2 separate regions of the Capsicum annuum genome follow, and region 2 is linked to region 1. Evidence: chromatin contacts called from public Hi-C data. All regions are on one chromosome and are shown on one strand. Each heading gives the region's core, a stretch centred on a gene start, on an enhancer-like site or on the middle of the called end of the contact. The rest is flanking DNA. Distances are from core to core; before and after follow the strand shown. Region 1 has its middle 75 kb from the start of LOC107867827. Region 2 has its middle 130 kb from the start of LOC107867827.

What was found. Hi-C and Micro-C count contacts between places; a contact is called where the count stands out from the background.
Region 2: a contact with region 1 is called in a Hi-C map of placenta, with 4 times the contacts expected there. The contact joins two enhancer-like sites. A contact is called at or near these places in 3 of 5 Hi-C or Micro-C datasets (bud, leaf and placenta).

What each region holds. Positions count from the first base shown.
Region 1 is chr4:92,237,168-92,243,301 of UCD10Xv1.1, reverse strand. No RefSeq gene overlaps it. Among protein-coding and RNA genes, the nearest start is that of LOC107867827, 75 kb to the right of the region's middle. Within about 2 kb of position 4,396, at least 5 of the 5 cell types and tissues checked have an H3K27ac peak or open chromatin away from gene starts, as enhancers often do. A contact at or near this core is called in bud and leaf, where this site is marked.
Region 2 is chr4:92,287,886-92,294,621 of UCD10Xv1.1, reverse strand. No RefSeq gene overlaps it. Among protein-coding and RNA genes, the nearest start is that of LOC107867827, 130 kb to the right of the region's middle. Within about 2 kb of position 1,616, at least 5 of the 5 cell types and tissues checked have an H3K27ac peak or open chromatin away from gene starts, as enhancers often do. A contact at or near this core is called in bud and leaf, where this site is marked.

The DNA of each region.
Region 1 (6,134 bases), core at 3,147-5,646:
AGAAATTAATAAAAAGTAGTTAAGTCATCTCAGGCTTACTCATTCCTAGAAAGCACATGTGTAGTTGCAAAAATAAAATAACGTAATTCTAAAATGTTGGCCCAACAAGTTGTTGTGATACCTTTATGGTAGAAAAGTTGGAGGGGTCTATTAAAGTTCTCTCTATGTGTTATCTAACAAGTAACACCTTAGTTCATGGCAATTATCATGGCCAGGAAAAAGTGACCGATATACATATGTGTTAGCTTAGGTTTGGTGGCACCTCTTTAACCATATCCAAATTTGCACCGACCAAATGACTAATATATCTCCAAAGATGACATGATATTGAGTATGCTTTAATCAAAACTTTTTAGCTTCGAAATAAGCTTTTTAATCCTTTTAAAATAATTGCACTTTCCTTATAGAGTGAAAGGTAAGGGATTATTGACACATAGTTGAGTTAGTTGAGTAGGTGATCTTTCAAATGAGGGGTTACAAGATCGAAATCTCATGCTTTTTAGGTCAAGCTCATCATAAGAGGCTTGTCAAGCTCTTTTTTTTTTTCTAATTTTTTCCATGGGACTTGTCTAGCTCGATTTATCTCTCAGTATAGTTTGTGGCTATTAAAACAAACTTTCACTATACACACATTCAGTGGATAGCGCTTGCATGGAAGTTTCTTGTAAATTAAAAAAGAAAGTTAAGGGATTCTATTGGAGCTCATCTTGTTAACTAAATGTACGTACATTGCGCAAACCTAATGTTAGGCAAATCAAATGTAAGGTAGATTAGAGTAGGAAATAAATTAAATGTTCCATATATGCCAAGCTTTCCCTTTTATAGTTTTCACTACTATATTGTTAGATCCAAGGTTTTATAGCCTTTAAAACGAATATAATATGTGGCCACATGGCAGTATTTGGCTGATAGATGATGAATGTTTATTTTTTATCCTGAATTTTAATTTAATTGATAATTGGATTATGGATATATGAAACTAAAGACCTGAAACATTAGTCAAAATATTACTACAATATTTCATCCTCTTCTATTTTTTAGGGGAGATATATGTAACAAAAGTTAGAAACTACTGTACATAATATATATATTAGGGATAAAAAGAACAATTATGCAATATCATAGAATTTGTATGCCTTTCAAAATTTAAAGAATAGAAATAACGAAAATACATACATGTAATATTTTAAATTAGAAGGTAGATAATCTTTGCAAGGACAAAGTTGCATTTCCATAGATGTTGAGTTTATTTATAGGGAATCTTTGGGTCTTAACTTATTTTTGTAATGGTTGAATAATGTTGGATGCTGATGTAACTAATCAGTTGTGTCTTTCCTGGATTTTAGGCACTGAAAGTCAAGGTCAAGCTTTTTATCGTTTTATATTACTATTCAATAATTCAATATATGGTCTCTTTCGGTCTCATGAGGGCGGAATATATATATTAATAGAAATTAAAGTTATGAGATTCGTTTCATCCAATAAAATAAAAAAATATTCAAGAAGATTTGATGATAAATCGAGAAAAGATTACTCCACTGCAAAAGTGACACCTACAAAGGACGCTATTCATTTGTTACAGTTGATATGTCAATACAATAAGACCTTTTATTGAAAAAATTTCAGAAATAGGGTCTTATAACTTTTATAATAATAGTTTTATAATTATAAAGATAGTAAATTATATTTTGTATTTAAATAAACTATTGCTATATAAATATATATATATAACAAGATTTACTGTCCTTATGTTACTCAAATTAATTGAGTTAAATAAGGAATAATTATCTCATCTAATTAAAATTTTATAAATTACACTTATTTAAATTAGTAGATTTTTTTCCAAATCAAACTCAAATATGAAGATTATTATTTTCGTGATCTTCAAAATTTCAAAATATTATTCTCTTATATCTCTAACTATTTTTTCTTGTTAGTTTTTTTTTTTTATCTTTTTTTATTTTAATTTTTTTTTCTTTCCACTTTATTTTCTCTCTTCTACTTGTCTTTTTTTTTTCCTTTTTCATTTATTTTTTTTCTTTTTTTTTCTTTTTTTTTCCTTTTCTCATATTTTTTTGTTTTCTTCTTCTTTTTTTTTCTTAAATTTTTTTTCGCTTTTGTTTTTACACTTCTATTTCTAGTTTCTATTTCTCTTTCTTTTTATTTCCTTTTTCACTTTTTTTTTGAATTTTTATTTTTCGCTTTTTTTTTCTATTTTTTTCTATTTTTTTTTACTCTTCTATCTCTATCTTTTGTTTTTAAAATATAAATATCTATATCATATATACATATTCAAAAAATATAAAAAATAAATAGATATACAGATCTGCATATGTATTTACGGTAAAAAACATATATATATATATATATATATATATATATATATATATATATATATCTGCATATGTATTTACAGAAATACATATCAGACTCACATGTATATATAAGCATATAGGACACAAAATCTCTATAACAAAAATGACAATTTATACATATACATATAGGTAATAAAAAAATACATTATACATGTCTTAAGCAGTAAAAGAAAACAAATAAGTACATATGTTACCCTCTAAAATGACATAGTATGTACAGTTCAAAAACAAATTTAACACCGTATAAAATACATATAGCTCTACATATATATTTACAGAATACATACCTGATTCATATGTATATTCTTATTTTATATGAGTCAACTTTGTATTTCGCAAATACGTATGAAGATATATAGTATAGTTATGTTTGTTACTGTTTAATATGAATATGATATGCATTTCGTAAATACATATGTATATTTTGTACTGTAAATACATATTCAGATCTGTATGACAATGTATTTTGTATGTTTTTTTGAATATATGTATGTGATATACATATTTGTCTTTTCAAAATAAAAGTTAGAGATAGAGTAAAAAAACAAAAAAAAAAACAAAAAGAAAAAAAACAAAAAAACAAAAAAAGAGCAGTGAAAAAGAAAAAAAAGGAAGAAAGAGAAATAGGAGTGTAAAAAAAAAGGAAGAAAACGTTAGAATAAAAAAAGATATGAGAAAGGAAAGAAAAACGAAAAAGAAAAAAAAAAGAAATAGAAGAGAGAAAATAAAGTAGAAAGAAAAAAATGAAAAAGAAAAAGAAATCAAAATAAAAAATAAAATGATAAAAGATAAGACGACAATAAAACTAACAAGAAAAAAAAGATAGAGATATAAGAGAGTAAAAGATAGTAAGGATGTTTTATGTTGAAATTATCATGGAGATAATTATCTTCAAATATATAAAAAAAAAAGAGGAATAGAAGAGAAAATAAAGTGAAAATAAAAAAATAAAAATGAAATAAAATAAAAAAATAAAATGATAAAAAAAATAAGATGAAAAAAAAGGATAAAAGATATGACTACATTTGTGGGAGGTGAAATAATGGAGCGAAAAGAGGAAAATATAAAATAGTGAGAGTAAATCATGCACTTGCTTAATTAATGAGTAAAATAGTATTACTCTTTTTATAAATTGTAATTTTATAAAAATATTATTATTTATTATAATTATAATCTTAACTGTAATTTTATAAAAATATTACTATTTATTGTAATTATAATTTTAAGTATCATACTTTCTCTTTCTCTGATTTACTTTCATCTTGTTAATTTGTAAGCATTTTTCTTCTATTTTGAGATGATTTTGTTGGAATGAAGCATGTGTTTTAGGCCATGTCTTTTGTCGTCATTGCAGTCGAGAATTGTCTACTCCACTCAAGTTAAAAGTTTATGCTAATTGGGATTGGTATCTTTCCGGAGTCCCCTCGTGGCGAAGAAATTCTGGTATAGCATGATGGTGAAATCAATATGTCCATAACAAACAAAAACCAAACCCATATTGGAGGAATAGTCAAAATGTGTGGATGGAAGTCTCTATGATTTGTACCTTTCAATTGCCTCATCATTGTCTTTTTTCTTTTCTTCTTTTTGCTAACTCGAGCATTTTAGTTGTCACACTCCGCAGTAAAAATATATTAATGAGAGTTTATATAGCCAAGAGTAATATGATCGGTAAGAATTTTTTTAGTAAACTCTAATTTGTTGGAGTTGTTGCCTATGTAGTTATTATTGTTGATCGATGCTGATCATTTTGGATGCATATATATAAAGTTCATGATAATGATTATTTCTTAATTATCGAGATTGAAAAATGGCCATTTAATGAATTAACTTTATATATCAATTTTTCGCTAAAGAAGACAGATTTAATTTGTAATTTTGTAGTATAAACCAACTACGACAAAAAGTAATTCTTCTACTTGAACCTTATTTGAGGGCATTAACATAATCGTCATGTATAGAGGAAGTAGTATATACGTAGTAGGATAGAAGTATCATTAATGATTAGCACAATCATTTTAGACAAAATACAGTGACTTCTCGGAAGATGAGTTGCGTGCACAGGCCGCCCTCCAAGATCATCCACATCTAGCAATCATAACCTGCATATTAAATTATTTAGGCATAATATATGAAACATGTTCTTTAACTTGGCTTCATTTGATATTTATATTCTTCAATTTTGGGTGTGCAGATGAGATATCTAAACTTGTATAAAGTAAAATTAAACATGCACATGCATCCTAGCTACATGGCAAATCAATTGAAGAACATAGATTTCCAGATGAGGTCAAGTAAAATAGAGCGTTCATATGTTGTGACTTAAATTTAATACAACATCATGATCATGAGTCAATTATCATTTGACAGGAGTTCATGAGATTTAGGTTGACAAAGCCATGTTAGTATTTGGTTTTGAAACGACCAGTCACGCATTAAGAGTTAAATGGGGCAGCAATTAGATGATTCAGCTTGTACTCCATTGTCCAAAATGCAGGCAAAAGGGGTTCTTGCAAACAATCAAAAACTACGACTGCATTGCAAAAATAGAAACGTCGAGAGGGATACTATTAACTGACACATCAATAAAGCTAGCCGAACGCGTAGCGTATCGTCGCACCACTTTGGGATCATTCAGCTTAATTAGGTCTGACCCAAGACCATAACCAAAAAAAAAAGAAGAAAAAACTAGCTACCAACTTCGTCATTAAATTGCTCATAACCAGGGGCGGCACCAGGTGAGCCGAGGAGGTCCATTCAAACTTACTTTGGAAATTGTTTATGCATGTTTATAATTATTTTTTAGGTATATATATATAGTAAATGGTGAACCCCTTTGGCCTCTTCTTGCGTTTATTTCTTCTTATTTTGAACTCTTTCGTAAAAATTTTAGCTCCACCAATATATGACAACTGACATAACTTTTTGAGTTTACTACTAGCTAATCTGTCATCAAATTAAATAAAATTAGCAAAGAATTCTGTTGTTTAACTAAAAAGAAAATCATAACTAATTTCTGTTCTTTTGGTAGGGGTCGGAATTGCTTGAAGATTGTGAGATGAATGGACCAACCTTTGATACCTATAGCCTGGACCAGCCACAACAATCTCTCACGAAACAAATATTCGTAGACCAACACAGCTCACAACTTGTTCATATTATCGGAAACAACCAATTTACAACGACGTCCCGTTACAGTGGTCGTGCTCTTTTGACCTCGCTGCTCCATGCACATATTTGACTTTAATTTTGACATTAAAGTTTTGCCTATAGGGATAATTTTAAGTTTTGATTTTTGACATTAAAGTTTTGCCTATGGATATCAAAAATTTAAGACCAATACCTATTTTTAATTAAGATCATTAGGTATAATTTTGTGATGGAAACCCCACCCAAGACTCAAGAAACTGATAGCCACAAAATTATGTCTCTTTTTTTTTAATTTTTAATTTAAAAAATTATTACTAACACTTAGTACTGACATTTTAAAATAATTCTAATTTGGCATTAATTGAGCATATTATTGTTATTATTATATATGAAAGAAGAAGAAAATGGGGTTTCAGAAAACTTTCCAGCATCAAATGAGTCAAATATCCACTTCAGCCTAATTCAATATAATCTTCCTACTGGCTCGTGTATTTTGAGAGGGGCTTGACCATCACACATAATACTTAATTATATAAATGAATTTGTGGAAGTTTTCTATGGAGTGCATATACAATAAAAAACTTTAGTTCCAGTCATCAAAGCAACTCA
Region 2 (6,736 bases), core at 367-2,866, 54 kb before region 1:
ATGTTTAAAAGCCTCTAAATTATATGAGCTGTTGGGACAAGCCCCCAACTAACTACAACTGTCTAAAACTAGAATAATACAAAAAGAAATGTTGATAAATGACCCTCGGATGATGAGGATTCATCAAACATTATTGCAGATATAGTGCGTAATCTTACTAAGTGCGATCTGAATGCTAAACGTCAGAGCCTATATTATAAGACAATATAGTGCAAACGAAAGTATGTGATCAGTACTTTAAATGTACTGAGAATGTCAGATGGGAAATAACTGATATAAGTTTAACATAATTCAAATGACATGATAAACTGATGCAAGACTAAGTAATAAACATGTATTATATGATAAGCTGAACAACTAAATACAAAGTTATGCAAGTAGCTAATGAAACGTGAATTGTGGGAGCTATTATTAACCGACGTACCCCAATTTGAGATAATCGGAGTCCAATTTATAACCCCAGTTGAATGAATGTTCAGTACCTTACCAAGGATATGAACACTGACTGATGTTCATCCAGCAATTTGATGTCTGAAGGACTAAAGTATCAAGCAAGGTCTGTCAGGTGACCCTTTAAAACCTATGGTGGCACCGTAGATCTGGAACTTAGGGATTTCTATTAAAGTTCTCAACCTAACTGACGGGTGATCCTTCATCAATGCATTCACTCGGTGCTAAGTACTAATCCCAACTAAATGACATTGATAACTGAAAGTGCTCAATAATAATAATATTTTGGAAATTGAAAATAAATGCATAGTCTGAAAGTATTCAATAACATGTAAGCTAGACAATCTAACAATCGTAAGTGTATGCATGAAATCCTAGGTCATCGGGTGTTCATGACCCACCATCTCTGAAGAATGAAATTGATCACGACAATACTACAATCTGAACGTAATAAGAAATTTTACAACTCAAGCCTAAAAATCAAAATGTCTCAATATAATGAAATTTCATAATCATAGATATGAAAATATGCTTAAATTTATGGAAAAACATCTATTCATGATTTTGTCAGAGCAAGAAACTGAAAACTAAAAGAATTCACACTTTACATGAAAACCCTAAGCTTGAAGGGTGAATTATAACTTGAGAAATTGAGTTAACTTTGAGACCCAATGGAATAAAGGAAAACCATTGATGAAATCTCATGTACCTGATGTTGAAAACCTTAATGAAATCTTTGGATTTCAAGTTTGAAATTGAAGAAACCTAAATTTTGCCTTGGAAGAAGAAAATCATATCTTTCTTTTTTTCTCTCTATACGTCGATTGAATTTGAGTTGGTGGAGAAGTCGGGGTGTTTAGACTTATATTCTAGCCTTAGGACAGCTTAATCGATGTTGTTTTGATGTTAAAAGGGTGAGAAAAAAAATAAAAAATCCCTGTAGACACTTAAAATTCTCACTCCCAAAAATTCAATTTATCCATTTTTACATTCGTCTTACCATGTATCCTACCCCATATGATAATCTCTTCACAAAAGGATAAAAAAATAACCAAATTTTCAACAAAATAACAATCCCTATAATTAATTTTATCTCATCCTAACCACTACCCCACCCCCTAACCCATGTCACCCCTAGACAGCCCCCGTCATATTTTTTATTCATTTTAACCGACACACAGAAAGGAGCGGAGGGGAGGGGAGATTCCTCGCAATTTCCATTCGAGAGGATCTCTATTTTATTGAAAAGAATACACACTCAGAGCGGATCACACACGGATTTTGAGGGGATTTCTCATAATTCTCATTTAGCTGGAGATACAAAGAGAACAAGGGGGAGGCATGACTCCACTTTTTCCAATTTTAGGCACTCACAACAAAAACATCAGTGGAAAAACACGCACCACTCCATTTTTGATCTTTTCTCAACACAGATTCACGAGCTAAGGAGGCGAGCTCACCATTAGTACACACAGAAAAAACTCCCTTCGATCACTATATAGACCCACATCATCATCATCATACAGGCATACAGAGAGTGAGAGAGTAACAGAGAGAGTAATGAGGGAGAGAGAGAAAAAAGTGATTGAGAGAAGCCAGAGAACACTGTCTCGGTGACCAGTCAGTTCAGCCTGAAATCGGTCCATTTCAACGAGACTTTGTTGTTGGTTATTTTGAATACTGGGCTGGATTCGTTCATTTCGAGATTTCCCATTGGTTATCAAGTCTGTTCGGGATGAATTTCTCTACACTGAGTCGAGTGTGGTCGTGGTTAAGGTTCGGTTCGAGGCTATCGGAAGCAGATTTCTTTATTTCATAAAGTAATATTCTTCGAAAATTCTGAATTGAGGTCCATTTTCCATCCCATTTTCTTGAATAATTTTAAATTTTGATATTTTGTGTGGTGAATTGATAATGCGTGGATTTTGCGTTGTTTGATTTTGTGATGTTTGAATCATGAATATTGGTTGATGTTGAATTTGGATTATGAAAATTTAATCGATGATCTAAGGATTAGTTACTCATTGATTGAGAACTGAAATCGACTTTTTGGGGTGGAATTGAGAAATTGATAAAAATGGGTGAATATTGATCAATTTTGGTTTATTATGATTTTGTTTAATTTGGAATAAGCATGAATATATTTGGAACATAATAGAATTATGATATGTTGAAACGAATAGGCAAATATAGGTTCGGATAGGCAAAATTTAAGAATGTTGAATGTGTTGAATGTTTTCTAGTTTATCGCACGAAAATTGAAACTGTATTTATTTGTCGGGGAATGCCCAAAGGAATTGTCTTTATTCACCGAAGAATGCCCCAAAGTATCATGTACTTGAAGACGGCGCACGGTCAAGGCCTGGAACGTCGGTTGAGTTTAGTTTAAGAGTAGTTTAGGATTAGTTTAGAACAGAGTTGGTTTATGCATTTTTTATTTTTAGGGACTATATAATTAGACTGGACATTATATTTGTTTGGGATTTGTTTTGCTTGTGTTTGTTTGTTTGATTGTTGTGTGTTCTATGTGGTTTATGCACTCTTGGTATCTAATTGGCCGATATACTCTACCAAGCGCCCATGGTCGAGCCACGGGATCGAGAGATGCCTAACATCTTCCCCTCGGTCAACAGAATTCCTTAATCGGAATCTTTGTCGGCAAATCAGTTTTAAAGAGTCAAACCGCTTTGAAAAGGACTTTTAAAGGTGACTTGACACACCGGATTATGCCAAGTGGCGACTTTAAATTTTATTAAAACAACATGAATCCTTTTTCGAAACAAATCTTTATTTTATCATTTTACTAATAAAAATTCTTCCAAACTTTAAAATCAATTTTTGTGGTTAAAAAAGACGTGTGACAATCCCTTTAAAAATGTTATAATAGTGCAGAACTTTCCCGGCTGACGGTTTGGTCGACGGACCGTCGTTCCCATAACCAACAGTCCCAAAATGACCAAATTTTGGTCTTTTTGCTTAAGGATGACGGTTTGGCGCAATCGGTCGTAACTGGTGCGATGATCCGTCCCCCAGACCAATCTTGCGCTGGCAAACTGACACCCTTTTGGTAAATCAAGCATAACTTTTTACTCCAATATCGGATTAAAGTAAAATTGGTGGAATTGAAAATTTAATTCAATTATCTATCCTTTGGTAGGTTTTGAGCTAAAAAACTCTTACAAATTTAAATATTATGCTCGTTTGAAGTTGACTATAACAATATTCTTCAAAAGAATTTAATCAGTAAAGGATATTTTTACTTGTTTATAAGCTAGATGTAATTTGAGGCCTTAGTATATATATAAATCACTTATCAAACTATTAAAACATGAGGTTTTAATTTGCATGAACTTGAAGCATGATTCTAATATTGACTTGGATTTTTGGGGTGTTGCAATATCTTTCCTTGTGGTCATTCGTTCCCGAATGAAAACTAACTAAGCTGAAGAGTTAGGGGAAAAGCTGTAACTCCCACACTGAACTCCTATGAGCAGAATAATGACTTGATAATTGAATTTTTAACTGATAGATGGACCGAAGCAAACTCATAAATTCATGTTATGACATGAGAATCGCTGAGTGGCCTGAGATAAAATGAATTAGTTAAGGGAAAACTATTACCTCAAGATGGGAATGAGCTTGAAGGGAAAATATGAGGGGTACTTAATCATCATATCTACCTCTATTTCCCAAGTAGCTCCCTCAACTGACTGATTTCTCCTTAAATCTTTACCGAACTGACCTTCTTATTTCTCAGCTTATGAACCTGACAATCAAGGATCTTAATTGGGACCTCCTCGTAAGAGAGACTATCTTTCACACCCACACTCTCTAAAGGAACACCTAATGTTGGATCACAATGCATCTATTTAGCAAGGAAACATGGAAAATTGGATGCACTGATTCTAAATTTGCAGGCAATTCCAACTCATAGGCTACATTACCATAGCGACTCAAAATCTTAAAGGACCAACATAGCGGGAATTGATCTTTCCCTTATTACCACATCTTTTTACCCTTTTTATGTACAAAACTTTCAAGTCGACATAATCACCTATTGAAAAATCAAGTTCCCTTCTCCTCACATCTACATAGGATTTGTAATGACTCTGAGCGATTTTTATCCTCTCTTTAATCAGCTGAACTTTTTTCATAGCCTCATGTATTGAATCTGTCCCTATAAATGTAGCCTCACCAACCTCAAACCAACCAATAGAAGATCTACACCTCCTACTATAAAGTACTTTAAATAGGGCAATCTAATATTGGAGTGGTATCTATTATTATAAGCAAACTCAATTAAAGGAAAATGATCATTCCAACTACCCTTGAAATCAATAGCGAATGCTCTCAACATGTCTTCTAAAGTCTGAATGGTCCTCTCTACCTGATCATCTATCTGCAGATGAACGGTTGTACAAAGATAAACTTGGGTACCAATACCCTTATGAATCTTCTAAAATCGAGAGGTAAACTAGGTATCTCTATCTGAAATAATAGTCAAAGGGACTCTATACAACATCACCAACTCCCTAAGATAGTGTTTAACACACAACCAAGCCCAACTCTAGAAGAATCACCGTAAACCATAAAACCATCTAAACCCTCTAGCAGAGTCAAAACTGGAGCGGGGGTGAGTCCAGTCTTCAACTCTTGATAATTTTTCTCACAAGAATCAGACTACTGGAATTTGAATTTCTTCTAAGTCAGTATGGGCTTGGGAGAAGCAATAAAGGAAAATCCTTCAACAAACGGTCTGTAATAACTGTCTAAACCTAAGAAACTCCTAATATATGATGGAAAAATGGGTCTAGCTAGGTCTTCACAACTTCATTTTTTTTAAGATCAACTTGAATGCCTTTACTAGAAATGATGTGACCAAGAAATACTACTAATTTCAACCAGAATTCACATTTGCTAAACTTACCGAATAACTAGTGATCTTTGAGAGTTTGCAAGACAATCCTCAAATAATCTGCATATTCATCCTTACTCTGACAATAAACGAGGGTGTCATCTATGAAGACTATAACAAATATGTCCAAGTACTTCTTGAACACCCTATTCATCAAGTCCATAAAAATTGTAGGAGCATTCATTAGTCTAAAAGACGTAACAACAAATTTGAAGTGACCATAGCGAGTTTTGAAGGTTGTCTTTGGAATGTCACATTCTCTGACTCTAAGCTTATGATAGCCAGATCTGAGGTCTATCTTAGAAAAATAATTGGCACCCTGAAGTTGGTCGAACAAGTCATCAATCCTAGGAATGTGATACTTGTTCTTGATTGTAACCTTGTTCAACTGGTGATAGTTAATGCACTTTCTAAGAGAACCATCTTTCTTGCATACGAAAAGAACTAAAGCACCCCATGAAGAGACACTAGGCCTGATAAAATCTTTGTCTATGAGATCTTTCAACTATTCCTTTAATTTATTAAGCTCAAGTGGAGCCATTATACATGGTGGTATTAAAATAGGCTGGGTATCTGGAAGGAGATCTATTCCAAATTTAACTTCTCATTCTAGAGAAACTACGGGCAGATCTTCAGGAAACACTTCTAGAAATTCATTTACCATAGGGACTTACTGAAGGGTTGGAGTCTCAGACTTTGAATCCTTAACCCAAATAAGATGATAGATGTACCCCTTGAAAATTATTTTTCTTGCCTTAAGTAAAGAGACAAACCGACCTATAAGCACTGAGGTACTACTCTTCTACTCTAAGATTAGCTCATTTGGAAACTAAAATCGGACTACTCTATTTCTACAATAAACTAAGGCATATGAAGAGTGGATCCAATCCATGTCAAGAATGACATCAAAATCTATCATGTCTAATTTTACAATGTCGATTAAGGTAACTTTTTGGGATACCGTGATAGGGCAATTTCTGTATACCCATCTGGCTATGACTGAATTGCCTATTGAAGTAGAAACTGAGAAGGGTTTTGAGAGGATTTCAAGGATGACACTGAAGTCTACTTCTATATAGGGAGTCACAAAGGAATGTGTGGATTTGGGATCTAACTATGCATAAACATGAATATGAAAATCTTACAATATACTAGTGACCACATCAGGAGAGCCCTCATGATCCTGCCAAATATGTAGGGCATAGAACCTATTCTGATGTTGTCCACCAATTGAACTAGATGAGACGCCTTGCTGAGTCGGGCGACCTGATGGAGCGGCTGAAGAGTTAGATTGACTTTACGGACGAGTATCCCTATCTCTGTGTGAATTCATTGAATATTCCCTCAATATGTGGCCTGACTTGCCACATA